Linked DNA regions of Gossypium arboreum: region 2 is linked to region 1. The links are chromatin contacts, called in public Hi-C maps. All regions are on one chromosome and are shown on one strand. The core of a region is the stretch at or near the end of the contact, and the rest is flanking DNA. Distances in the headings are between cores, read along the strand shown. Region 1 has its middle 9.4 kb from the start of LOC128286942. Region 2 holds the start of LOC128286646 (aspartic proteinase nepenthesin-1-like).

The links. A called contact is a pair of places that touch in the nucleus more often than the background predicts.
Region 2: a contact with region 1 is called in a Hi-C map of leaf, with 2.5 times the contacts expected there. The contact joins the promoter of LOC128286646 here to the enhancer-like site in region 1. A contact is called at or near these places in 2 of 5 Hi-C or Micro-C datasets (both in leaf).

The regions. Positions count from the first base shown.
Region 1 is chr13:111,359,415-111,366,517 of ASM2569848v2, reverse strand. No RefSeq gene overlaps it. Among protein-coding and RNA genes, the nearest start is that of LOC128286942, 9.4 kb to the right of the region's middle. Within about 2 kb of position 3,132, at least 1 of the 2 cell types and tissues checked has an H3K27ac peak or open chromatin away from gene starts, as enhancers often do. A contact at or near this core is called in leaf, where this site is marked.
Region 2 is chr13:111,476,627-111,483,729 of ASM2569848v2, reverse strand. It overlaps LOC128286646 (aspartic proteinase nepenthesin-1-like), which reads right to left and starts at 4,252. Exons shown (of 1, transcript XM_053023972.1): 1 at 3,203-4,252. The coding sequence starts at 4,232. The coding sequence ends at 3,585. It overlaps LOC108462670, which reads right to left and starts at 3,537. Exons shown (of 3, transcript XM_017762590.2): 1 at 3,333-3,537; 2 at 2,958-3,028; 3 at 2,642-2,914. The coding sequence starts at 3,537. The coding sequence ends at 2,642.

The DNA of each region.
Region 1 (7,103 bases), core at 1,883-4,382:
CCAAGGTTATAGCCGACCAACTCCATTTTGTCCAAAATGTTCATTGTGTTGTCATTCCACGCCTTCTTAACAATCTCATTGGCATCTTTCTCCTTTGAACAACAAATATCATATCTAAAACTATGTCTTTGATCCCTAGCTCCCTCTTTCGGCTTACGACCAATGGTGTTAAGACAAATTGCATCATGATCCGAGCTTGACGGACGGATTTCTTTTATTTCGATGAAAGGAAAATTTGCCACCTCAGTAACCGATATCATAAAACGATCGAGTCTTTCTTTAACCATGGCATTTATTTCACGGTTGTTGACCCAAGTATGCCAACCCTTATCCGTCTTTAAGTCAAATAAGGAGAGCTCATCAACAAAATCACGGAACTCATCCAACAAAGCTCTAGGTTTCCTAGGACCGCCCTCTTTTTTCGAGTCGTTAAGAATTACACTAAAGTCTCTTTCGATAATCCAAGTTTCCTTGACTGTGCTTCCCACCCTTTTCAACATGTCTAATGAGCTTCTTCTATTGTTAGAGTCGACATTCCCATAGAACCCTGTGAATCTAACGGGATGGCCATTATCCATATGAATCAAAGAATCAATATGATTTTTAAAGTAATTTTTTAGTTCAACATGTGTGCCCTCCTTCCACATTATCGCAAGACCGCCACTTTTTCCTCTAGCACTGACAACCATACATCCATCCATCCTGCATTTATTTCAAATACAAGAAAACTTGTTATTTTGCACTTTTGTTTCACATAAAAAAATAACATCGGGATCATTTGCAACAAGAAGTTGCTTCAACTCTCGAACTGTCACAGGGTTTCCAATCCCATAATAATTTCAAAATAGGAGCTTCATTGCTCTTGGCGGTGGCTGGTGAGGTCAGGTACCATCCATTAGTTTTCTGCGCACTAGTCGAATTGGGCTATCTTCAACGATGCTCCCATTTCCACCTCTTGCTTTTTTTCTTTTCGTTCGGTTCTTTCCTCCCCCATCACGTATCTCCCGAACTTGCCTTTTTTTAGTATGAGAGCTCGACTCAGATTCATCATCTCCCACTTTAGTTTTTTTCTTTTTCGAATCCTCTCATCACTTCATTTGCTTCTTCTATTTTTTCTTTTTTATTTACTTGCGTCGCACTATTACTTCATTCCCCCCCTTCTAAGAACTCTACACCATTCCTCCAATTTCATTTTCCTTGGGTTGTATTTCCCATTTGCACCCTTAACTAGTTTCCATACTGGAGTTCAGCTTTTTCAAGCTCCTTTTGGCCTCCTTCTGTCATACACTTTTGTGTTTTGTGCCATATGATACCACATTTGCAGTAAAAAGCCGGGAGTCATTCATATTTTATGGCACAAACAATTTCATCATCTTCTTTTCCCACAAAATAGACCACTTTTCTTAGGGGCTTTAGTATATCTATTCTTACCTTCCATCACCTCACCAATTGCTTCTCCTACTTCTAGCGTTGTTTGTCTATCCATTTGATCAAATAGAATGTTGTATATTCTCACCCAGAAGGGTGAAAGGTTGAAAGTATACACTTCTATCTCTTTGTCCTTCACATACAGAGTTAGTGAAAATAGATTTTGATCGAAAAGCCATGGAGAAAGGTTTAATATTCTTGGCCTATCATCCACCTCCCCGAATTTTACCAAAATGACTTTTTCCTTTAGTTCCAAAAAATTCACCTCTTCTTTTGTATACCACACTGACCGTAAAACCCTATACATTAATTCTTTATTGATTTTTTCATTCGACATAACATTGCCAATCGCCTAAGCCTCGTAACCCTTTGAAGTAGATGAGAATCTACTAGAGCTAAACACACACTTTGATTCTTCTTTAGAGACAGACAGCTTTTTAAGAAGATCTTTCAATTCTTCCGCTATTACTTTGACTGGAAAGAATCAAAAACACCGATAAAACCACAAGACACTCTCACAAGACCACCAGGTGAAACCTGAGCAAACCCCAAGAGAGGCTGCCAACCGTTCCAACACCTGCACTATAGAGAATCACAGAAAAACACACAGAGATCCAAATAAAAGTAACCAATCGATAGGAAAGTAGGAAGAAAATAAGAAACTAGTACCACAGAAGCCAAGAAAATCTAATGAACCTGAAAACTCACCAAGAAAACTCCAAAGGAAGATCGAGTCACTAACAAGGAGAAAGAAGCACAGGCGCCACAACGAAAAAATGATATAGAAAATAAGATATCAACTAACTTTCAAGGAACCTAACTTCTATAAACAACAGAAAAAACTAAAACCTAAAAAGACCAAAATCAAGAGACACCAAAGTGCGAAACTCAACACTTAATGTAAAACTAACTAGACTTGTCAAAAATAAGTTATTATTAACGTAAAAAAGTCAAAGAAAAAATTTACCATAAATGCTGTATCATGTATGGCCATACAAGATTTTACATGAAAGACGTACAAAAACATGCATTCGACGATAAAAAAAATTAAGCGAAAAGATTAAAAAAATGAAAAAAAAAAGTGACACAACCTTTTTTAAGAATCGATGACCTTTCCCATCTGGCAGGGCCTAATTCAGGCTAGAAATTTTACGACCACCCACGTAAGCACCGTCTATACTCCTTGGATGGCACGTCACCACTTTAACACAACCCCACCTCAAGCAAGGTTAAACAACATCACACAACCATCCAATTATTCTTTTGGAAAGAATAAAGATGGATACCACTACCAAAAAAAAAAAGAATGAAAATCCACTCAATCTTGGAGTAAAAATTTCAAGTCTTGCATCATAGTTTTCGAATAAGCGCTTCAAAATCATCCTAATTTCTTTCTTATCCAGAGGGCCACCATTTACTTGGCAAATATGAGGGACTTTTGAGAGATTGGACCGTGTAATAGGGAACACTGTTTGGCTCCAAGCTTTTTCGAAATGCTAGTAACAAAAAGGACGCCCCTTTTGCTTTCTGACCACATGGTCCCAACATCCAAATTTTTCAACTATCGTAAAAGATCTGTGGAATTATGGCGGAAGCATGTCTGACACCTTGGGGAAACTTACCATAGGCCTTAAAGAGTGGAACAAAAAGGTGTATGGTCACATTGAGGAGCGTAAGCAAAAACTTTACAACCCCTAAATCGAGTTCAAAGTGAAATGGAAGGTCAAACTCAGCTAGAATAACTACAAGGGAAATGGGTATTAGAAAAGTGCTAGAAGAAGTGCTTATCATGAAGAGTTACTTTAGAAACAAAAGTCAAGATGTGATTGGTTCAAGTTCGGAGACAGAAACACAAAATTTTTTCATAACCGGACACTACATAGAAGGAGAATCAATCGTATTAACGACATACGTAATAGAAATGGCGACTGGCTATACGAACTAGACAAGATTCAATCGGAAGCAGTATCTTATTTTCAACAATATATGGAGAGCAGTTGTGTGAAATGAAAGAATAACCACCTAGTTCTTTCCTTCGAATGGAGCAAAGTGACATTGACTTTCTAGGAAAGGATGTCTCAAATGAAGAAATTAAAAAAGCTATCTTTGATATGGCCCCGCTTAAAGCCCCCGGAAGTGATAGGTTTTATGCACTATTTTTTTCAAAATCAATGGGATAACATCAGGGGGACAATTTGCGAATGGGCGAAAAAAGTGTTTAAAGGAAAACCCATTGACCATGAATTAAACAATACACTTATTGTTCTTATTCCAAAGATTACTTAACCAGAAGAAATGTCACAATTTCGACCTATTAGCTTGTGCTTTGTGCTTTATAAGTAGGTCATAAAAGTAATAGCTAACAGATTTAAAGCTCTTTTCTCTAAAATTATTGCACAGGAACAAGATGGGTTCATCGCTGGCCAAAGTATCTCTGATAATATTCTAATTGCTCAAGAAGTTATTCACTCTATGTGAGGAAAAAGTAAAAAATGGATGGCCATTAAAAATGATTTGGAGAAAGCTTATGATAGAATTCAGTAGGATTTCATTAATAAATCTATGCAAGCAGCCAGGATATCAAACTTTTTACATAAAGCGATTATGTCGACCATTTCAACTTCCACTATGCAGGTTTTTTGGAATGGAGTGCCTACATCAAAATTTTGACCTGCAAAAGGAGTACATCAAGGATTCCCACTGTCACCTTACTTTTTTTTCTTATGTACGGAATGGTTAAGCCATAGCATCAAAATAGCCGAGAGTTCTGGTGAATGGATTCCTATCAAGCTTGCACGGATAGGACCAACTTTGTCACACCTTTTCTTTGCTGATGACTTAGTAATTTTCTCCAGAGCAGATATAAAGCATGGCTCCCTAATAAAAAACATTCTAGATCATTTTTGTATCATCTCGGGCCACCGAGTCAATGCACAAAAAACCAATATTTTCTACTCTCGAGGATTTGTTGAAAATCTAAGCAACCAATTAAGCGGATTACTAGGCTTTCAAAAGGTCCAAAAGTTGATAACGTATTTAGGAATTCTTCTTTTTCATAAAAAAGTCACTAACGCAACCTTGGGTTTTGTAGTTGAGAAGGTCTAAGTTAAGTTGTGTAATTGGGATGCAAAACAACTCTCTATGGCAAGGAGATTCACTTTAGCACAATCAGTCCTCCTCGCTATTCCAAATTACTTTATGCAGTCCATACGGGTACCAAAAAGGGGTATGCGAGGAGATTGAGCGCTTGGCTGGACAATTCATCTAGGGAGGTACTGCAAGTAAACGAAATATGATACTAGATAATTGGGATTATGTGTGTCAGCCTTGTAAGTTTGGTGGCCTAGGCATTCGCCATTTAGAATATAAGAATGCCTCTTTTTTTGCTAAAATTAGGATTTAATCTTGTCAATAAGGAGAAAGCTTAATGGGTTAGGGTGATGCACACAAAATATAGTATGAGTGAAAGGATTCCTAAAAGCATTGAAAAAGGAAGTAGCTCAGCTATCTGGAGAGGGATTGCAAAAGTTTGGCCCATGCTAAGAGGGAATTGATGATGGTCTGTTGGTGAAGGTTCCTCAATCCGTTGTTGGGAAGATTTCTAGATTCCAAAAGTAGGACCATTAAAAACGTTGGCTTCTCTTATTGACCGTCCAACCATGAATTGTCTTCTAACAGATATGGTTAGAGATGATGGAGCTTGGAATTTATAGGCCTTTAGAGAGCGACTACCTAAAGAAGTTGTTAAAATAATTGTGAGCATTCCTCCCCCACACCCTTCACCAGGTCCAGACAAAATTTTTTGGACTCATATAGCTAACGACGGATTTTCGGTAAAAAGCACTTATCATATGATTAGAAAAGACACATGAAATGAATGAGATGATCGGTGGACAATTGTTTGGAAGAATCAAGGACCACAACAAATTCGTTTTTTTCTTATGGCTTGTTTGCAAATAGAGATTGCTTACCAATCAAAAATGTGTTAGAAGGGGAATCGCGCAAAACCCATCGTGCCTGGTCTATTCCCATGGAGTTGAAGATATTTTGCATGTTATCAGGGACTTTTCGGGTATTGAGAATGTGGAAGTTTTTTGTACCATGAAATTGCTAACCTCAGTTTTTCTTCGAAAATCTCTTAGATTGTATTAAAACAAACTTAAGTGATACGGGTTGGATGAGGGGTAATGGGGCCCTCCGGCCTACCTTTTTAGGTTTCTAGTCTAGCGTATATGGAAAAGCAGGAATCTTTCTGTTTTCCAAGGCTTAGCTTGGAATTTTTTGGAAATCATTAAGATATCAATAAGTTGGGCTGAACAATATTGCATAGCACATAGCTGAGATTCATTTAGGAGGAATAACTCAGATCATAGGACTTTTTTAGGAAATTATTGGAATGGTAGGGTAGCTAATTTGTAGGCATAGAGATTTTTTTAGTTAAGTTTTTTCACAAAAAAAATTAATATTTATCTCTCTCGAGTGCCATTGTTGTCTGAATATGAATTAAGATCGCTTCTTCGACGAACTATTACTTTAATGCTTCATTTTTTATATAAATCAAATTTATTATTGCTAACAATATCGAAGAACTATTACTTTAATTCTTATTATCTAACTATTGAATTCTATTTATAAAACTAAAGTTAAATTTAATTGGTATATAACTCTAATACTAATTAAGTGATATTAAGATGTTTATAGTTCTATTCAATTATTAGCTCTATTTTACATAAATAAAACTAGCACAACTCTTTTAAAAGAAATAAAAGTCAACTTTTGTAATAATTTCAATTTTAAATTATAATTATTTTTAACTAATAATGGTAAATTAAATGATAATTATAATTATCACAACTTTTATTATATTATAATTATTTTTAAATGTGTAATTATCATCTTTTTATTATATTATAAATATTTTTAAATGTCAATTTAGTAACACGATGAAAAAATATTTCAATTCAAAAGTTTTTCTAAACTCGTACTTTTATATTAAAATAATATAATAATTATTACTATAGATTTATCACAAAATTTAAATTGTAAATTACGAAAATAATTTCAAAACATAGAAGTATAACTAAAATTATACAATAAACTTGATATTTATTACAAAATTTATTTATTTTTATTAATAGCTTACACAACTATTATAATTATAATTGTGAAATTAACTATAGTCAACTCTCAATATAACAACCCTATTTGTGTGTTCAAATTTTGGCTGTTATAGAGAGTTGTTATGCACTATAACAAAATGTTGTTTTAAAGAGATAATTGTTATAAATCTACCATAAAATTCATATTGTGAATTTTCATAAAATAAAGAAAGTAAGAATTATGTTTTAAAAGAAAAGAAAGTGAGAATCAAATCAACAAAATTATTGTACAAAAAAGAATAAAATTAAAAGCGTATAACAAGTGCATACATTACCATTTTTATGCATATTTGATTTTACATTTTCACATGATTAATTATAAAGTTCATAAGTCTAACAAGTTTAATTAATCAATTTGAGTTATTAAATTTAATTAATTAATTTATCATAAGTTACTTAATTCAAGTAATCAATTTATAAGTTTATGATGTTTCAAATTCATAGTAAAATATTTAATTAGGAATTTAATAGTTTATTGAATTAATATCTTTAAATTCACTCATTTAAGATTAATTT
Region 2 (7,103 bases), core at 3,003-5,502, 120 kb before region 1:
AAGTTGCTCGAAGAAACTCTTCGGTTTGTTAGGATATTTTTTATGTCAACCCACTAAGGACTAGGGTCTCATGTTTTGAAAACTCAATGAGCAAAAATTTTCTTTCATTATGAACCTCAGTTTATAAATAATTAGTAAATTAGAGGCCTTGTTGGTTAAAATTTTACGAAGCAAGTACAAAGTTAAAGAGGAGTGTCCTATTCATATTACTCATGCTAATTTTTCTTAAACCTGGAAATCTATCTCTGAAGTTTGGGATAAAGTTCATAATAGCATATGTTGGAGCCTTGGCAATGGTAAGAACATCAAATTCTAGATTGATAATTGGATCCCGAAATTAGGTCCCCTTCGAAATCATTATTAGTTTCCTTCTGAAATTAATGAAAACAATGCGATGGCATCTATGCTTGATGATACTGGTAATCGGGGTTGGTAAAACTTTACTTTCCAATTAAGCCATTTAGTGGTCCTCACTATTGCGAGAATTAATCGTCCTAATGATTAAGCAAGTTGTGATTTTTGTTGGAGGAGATGGAGTAGCAATAATAATTGCACCATTGCTTCTACCTATAAAAACCTCACTAAATCGAATTGGGATTAAGATAGCAAGGTTTGGAATTTTTTATTTTTTTTGGAGATTTATGGGGCCTCAACAAATAAGGCAATTTCTTTGGCTGCCTTTCAAAAGGAAGTCTTTTGACTCACTCTATGTTGAAAAAGTCGAGGTAAAAAACAATATTTTTAGGCACAATCAAAATTTATAATTTTCTTAAAACCAAGCTTTGAAATATTTATATCCATAAACTTTTTTATTGAAATTATATCGATGTTTAGTAAGAAAATGGTCTGGTCATTTCCCAACTTTCAACTGGTCGATCTTAGTCGTTATCCTCGAATCCCAAATTTCTTTGAGTGGGGATTCAAACAAATTGAACCAAGTGCACAAAATATTTTTTTCTTAACTTTCAACGAGAAAGTTAATTCTCTCTATAAACTGAAAATGGTCTAGGTCATTTCCCAACTTTCAACTGGTCGATCTTACTAGTTATCCTCAAATCCCAAATTTTTTTGAGTGGGGATTCAAACAAATTGAAACAAGTGCACAAAATATTTTTTTTTCTTAATTTTCAATGGGAAAGTTAATTCTCCCAATAAATTGAAAACTATGAGTATTTTTTTCCAAAAAATAAAATTTATCCTTAAAAATTAATTTCCATTATATTTCGACATAATATCAGTACTATATAACGTGTGTATCTAAGTTAACTCGTAGTTCTTATTTATATAGAACCAATACAAGAGTTCTGTTCGAATAAGGTCTAATTAAATAATAATAATTCATAGAAAATACAAATTTTACTCTAAGTAGAATCTAGGAGGAGCTACAACACTCCCTTGTAAATACTAGGGTTTGTCTCATCTATCAATTAACTAGGCGTAATTTGAGTCTTTCATGTATTTAGTACAACTATATGTGTTATTTGGACTTTTATCCAACATTTATAATTTATCTAACCCAATAATTATTTTTTATTTTCCAAAATATTAATTAATTATATTAATTTCTCAATTAAATTATTCTCTCAATCCATATCCAATTTGGTTAAAGTTATAACAACTTTACTGTATTAGAATTCAAAAGGAAATTAATTTAATTGTCTTATTCAATAAATTTATTGACTTATTAATTTAATTCTCACTTTAAACTCAATTATTTAATTATAATTAATTAAATAATAATTCAAAAATTAAATTAATTTCTAAATGATCTTTTATATTTAACGAAAAATACATTCATTACATATGGTGATACATCTGATTTCTTTCCATTACTTAAAAATTAAAAGAATTGAGTGAACCCCTTTATTAGATGGGTAGAAAAAAAATTAATATAGCTGATTCGGTCAAGAATAATTCGCACTTGGCATCCATCAGGGGTTGCAAAGAAGCGACGGCAAGTGGATTATTGGATTCAGTGGTTAGATCAACATTAACTCAATTTTCTGTGCAAAATTAAGGGTTATGGTCGATAGTCTCACTGTTGCTTAGTAAGCTGGTTTCCGCGTGGTACAGCTGGATAGTGATTGTTTTACTTCCATAGAATTCATTATGGGCGACAACAATGGTCTTGAAGCTCGACGCATTTTGGTGCGTTGGAGATTGGCAAGTGAAGTTCAAGCACATTTTCTGAGACGCTAATAAGGTTGTGAATATCACATGGTAAAAATGAGCACTACCTATGACTTCTACTTTTATAAATTTGGAAAATCACCTATAAAAATTCCTAAATAGTTTTAGAATGATTTTGAAAAGGCAGTGCATTTATATCCGATAAAATTGAAAATAATGATAGAGGTAAAAGATATATCTGTACCACAATCACCACCCACCTAAAAGAGTACTTGATAGTCGTGTGTGCAATTCTGTTTGTGATGTTTAAATTTTAGGCTCTCTCCATTCAAGGAAAAGAAAAAGACTTTGACCTTGAACAAAACTTTAATACTCTTATTATAATTAATATGTAAAGGCTCAAGAATACATGTAAGAGAAACTATAATGAAATTGGCAGAAAGAAAATTTTGAATTTAGTGAAAACTTTCCGAATGATTAAAAATAAATAAACTTGTTTGTCTGGATTCAATCATGCAATATCATTCATACAATTTTCATCAGCAAATTCGAGTACACCCCTTCCCCCATCGTAAATGATACGTTTATTTTGTTGCTGCCATGCTCCAAGAACAGAAACCGAACTTCCTTTTAATATTCCTACGCAGAAAAAATTAGGGGCAATAACATGCATATATTGCCCATTGACGGTGTAAACAGATTCATCAAAATGGAACGTTAAAGTTGCAAATTCATCAAAATTTGGTGGACGCTCTACATAGTTCAAATCCTTCTGGACTTGCCCCTGTTTGTTTAAGATATTTTGACCCATAGTAAGCAGCAAACACCTTTAGTACTTCAGCATATGCATTCCCTCCCAGTGCATCAGCATCAATATGAGTGAACAAAGCTCCAGAGTCTATGAAGAAACCCCCCAACCCATTTGGCCAGGGGCGAAACGGGGGGGGAGGCATGGGCCCCGGCCCCCCCTAAAATGGGAAATTTTCATTTAGGCCCTTTAAATTTTTTTAAAATTTTAAATTAGTAAAGGTAAAATTGCACTTTAGCCCTCCTTAAAATTATAAAAATTCAATTTAATCCTTTAAAAATTATAAATATATAAACTGTAAAAAATTAAATTTCCTTCGGCCCCCAAAAATTATTTTCTGCCCCTGCATTTGGCTTAATCTGAAAAATAGATGGTGGAAATCCTATACGATGACCTGCAACAGATATGTCTTTCAATCCCAAGTAGAAAAAATAAGATGTGGGAGAGGCTATCAACTGTGTTGATCCAACACTTTGTGGAGGCAGTTGTGGAATGTCTTCTCCAAACCTTAAAACCAAAGGACGAGGGGTTACATCATCAAAAGGGGCTAAACAGTACGAGAATCGATGTTGAATCAAAGCCGAAAACTGGGATGCCATTGAATCCGGTGAGAAGCTTAACCCGAAGATCCCTAAAATGTCAGTGTTCATAAAAGCAATATCCCGACTATCATACGAGCACCCAAAGATGACGTTGAACGGGTGCGTACTATGTTGGTCGACAAAGAAATGAAATGCTTCCGTGGACGCAATGGCACTGGTAGAGGCTCCACCACTGTATTGAGCATTGTACACACAATAACGACCATGTTCAAAATTGTAGAGTCTCCGGTCGCCGTGGCATAACTGGTGGAAGCAGCGGGATTATAAATTGGAAGCTTTTGTGGGAAACAATTTGTGCAAGGCAGACATTGGGTCCAAATTAAACCACCTCCAGTGTCCATCAACAACTTCACTGGATGTCCTTGGCTTCCTATTGTAAACGCTACCGCATAGTAGACAGCATCTCGGAGCATGGGTATCCGAATATTATCAGGAACTAGCTTTGCATCACCACTTGAAACTAGATTCAAATAATTAACCCTAGCATAGGAAATTTTGATCAATCTTTCTAGCCTTTCGGCTATAGTCAAGTTTTCAATAAGATATAATGGAGACTCTGGAGAATCATCTATGACAGCCCTTAGACTGAAACCAGTAGGTTTTGAAGTAACAAATGCAGAATGGTATAGAATTGACGTTACCAAGAGGCAAAACAGCAATTTAGAATTGATAAAACCAAGGGTTGAAGGCATTTTTGAAAAGAAAAAGTATGGCTACCATACGATTGTGCCATTGGTGTTTATATACAATACAATTATTGATTGATGATACTACTTGGTATAATGAAAAATTAAATGACAAGAACCTATCTGTTGTATTAATGATATCATTTGTTACCAAAAATGCGGACCCAAATTTAGGGAAAAAAACTCTTAAAATTGAACATTCTGCCCCAATTGTTAAGTTCATATATGGATAAGAATCCTCCATTTTCTTATATGTTTATTTACCAAAGAAAGAATGAATGATTCAAGTGAAGAACTTGGGCTGATGAGGGAGATGGGCCTTGATTCTATAAATGCGAATGAGGTGGTTGAAGCTGGGCTTAATGAAGAAACGAGGCCTCAAGGGTTGCTACAGGTTGAGAGTGAAAGGGTAAACGGTGAGGGAAGCGGGAGAAGAAAGAGTTGTGAAATTTCCAGTGTGCCTAAAACTCCGATTTTGTCAAGAAAGACCAAGTATATGTTAATAGAAATGTGAGGTATATTGATGACATTGAACACCAGTTTTTAACTTCACTAGAAAAGAAGAAGAAAGACTGAAAGAGGCCAAGAAGAAAAAATATAGTGGAAAAAATATTCAAGCAAGGAGATTAATTACGGACAGAATGGTAAATATTCAAAAAAATTTATTATATTTCATAATAAGGGTATTGTTTTTCAACACTTCATAATACATAAGTTAGTAATAAATTAATTTTGTTTGATAATTTTAATCACTCGCGTAAAAAAAATTTATACTTATTTGGAAGAAATTTTATTTTTATCAAAATTTTACCTTTTTTAATTTTTAATTTAAATTTTTACTACTTTATCTTTTATGTTAAGGAAAAAATATAAAATTGGTATCTAAATTTATTCACTTCTCCCAAATTAATACTTTATGATTTTATTGTCATAGGTTGGTATCCAAACTTTTTTTCCGTCAACTAAGTCGGTACTTTTTTATAACGTCGTTATGTTCAAGATAGATGACAGAATAATATTATGACACATGACATTAATGACCTTATAATAATGTCGTAATCTAAATAATATATTTTAACAACTATTCTATTTTCTTTCCATTTTTTCCTTCTTTTTCTCAGTATTCCTTTATTCTCCCAGTTTCCTTTGTTCTTTTTTGCTCTACTAAACATGTTTGTTTTCAATGGTTGATTTCATTTCCTCTCCTTCACCATTTTCTATTGTTGTTGCTGCTTGTTCTTTGTTCGAAAAGTCGATTGCGTTAACAACAACTTCATGTTCGACGTTGACATCTTCTATCGAAGGAGTACTTAACAACGGTGTCGAAGACAGTTATTGTATTTGTCTCAAGCCTTACACTGTACAAGACCCTACCAATACATGAATCATTACTCTTTGGCTCCTCTTTTGATTCAATTGTTCATTAAGCTCAAATTAACGCTATCACACTAAACCCATTCCAAATCAGCTAAAATTAAAATCTCAAGAAAGAAAGAAAAATGAAAAAACAAAGCAAGGAGAAGAGAATTGGTGAAAAAGTGAATGGGTTGTGAGAAATAGGCCTTTGTGGAAAGAAACAATGTGGTCATACTCGAAACAGAGGCAACCTTGGCAGTTACTGAAACGCTTGCAGACGACCGACAGCATCTTTGCACCATCGCTTGGGATGACGACCATGAGCAGTTTGTAAAAAAAATATTTAATATATTTTTATTAATTATAACATCATGATGTCATTAATACAACATGTGACAATATTATTTTGTCACATGTCCTGAACTTAACGGTGTTATAAAAAAGTACTAATTTATTTGACAAAAAAATTTCAGATACCAACTTGAAAAATGAAAATATAAAATACCAATCTAAAATAAATGGACAAATTTAGATACCAATTTTATATTTTTCCCTTCAAGTAAACTATTTCAATACTTTTAATTAAAACTTTTACTTATGTTAATACTTTAGGTAACCTAAACGATTAAGTATTATAGATTTGTAAATTAAAGAAGAATTAATTCCTCCAACTAAGGCACAACACATTTTTAGTCCGAATCAAAATCTACTAATCAATCCAATTGTTTTGTTTTATTTTTAACTTTTCTTTAGGCCTCAAAAAATACTTACATTTCTTCACTTTATTTATATAAGCTTAAGAGTTCAAACAATATAACATTAAGGGATAATGGCAAACCTGCCCTCTATATTTTTGTAAAACTTTCCATGTGTACCTAAAGTTTCTAAGGGCTTATTTAGTAATGTCTAAAAAAAAACACTTTCGGCTTGAAAAATACTTTTGAAATAAAAAAAGTGTTAAACAAACTGTTTTTAGTTGAAATTTTTTTCCTTTTCAAATACACTTATGAAAAACATTTTTGGAAACGAGAAACTAAAATTTTTAGCTTTTCCTCTTCTAAAAGTACTTTTGGTGCTTAATTATTTTTTTACCCCACCGACAACATAGTACTTTCCCTTCCCTGTTTTTTCTTGAGGCTTAATTATAAATGTACTAAAATCATTAATTAAAAATAAAAAAGTATTTTTAAAATAATGCAAATATGTTAATATCTAATTATAAATATTTAATGATTATATTTAAATATTTAAAATATAGTTTATATATTCTAATTAAATTTTATAAATAATTAATATTTATTGCTTAAAAATATTTAAAATTTATATTCATATATTAAAATATTAACAACAAGTTATAATAAATTATTTTTATATGCTTACTAAAATATAATAATATTAACCAATTTAAACATTATTTAAATGCATATTTGTTACTTGATAATATCATGTCTAAGATGGACATTTTATTTCTTAAAAGCACTTTTTGACAACAGTACTGAACACTCAAATCTTAAACCAAAA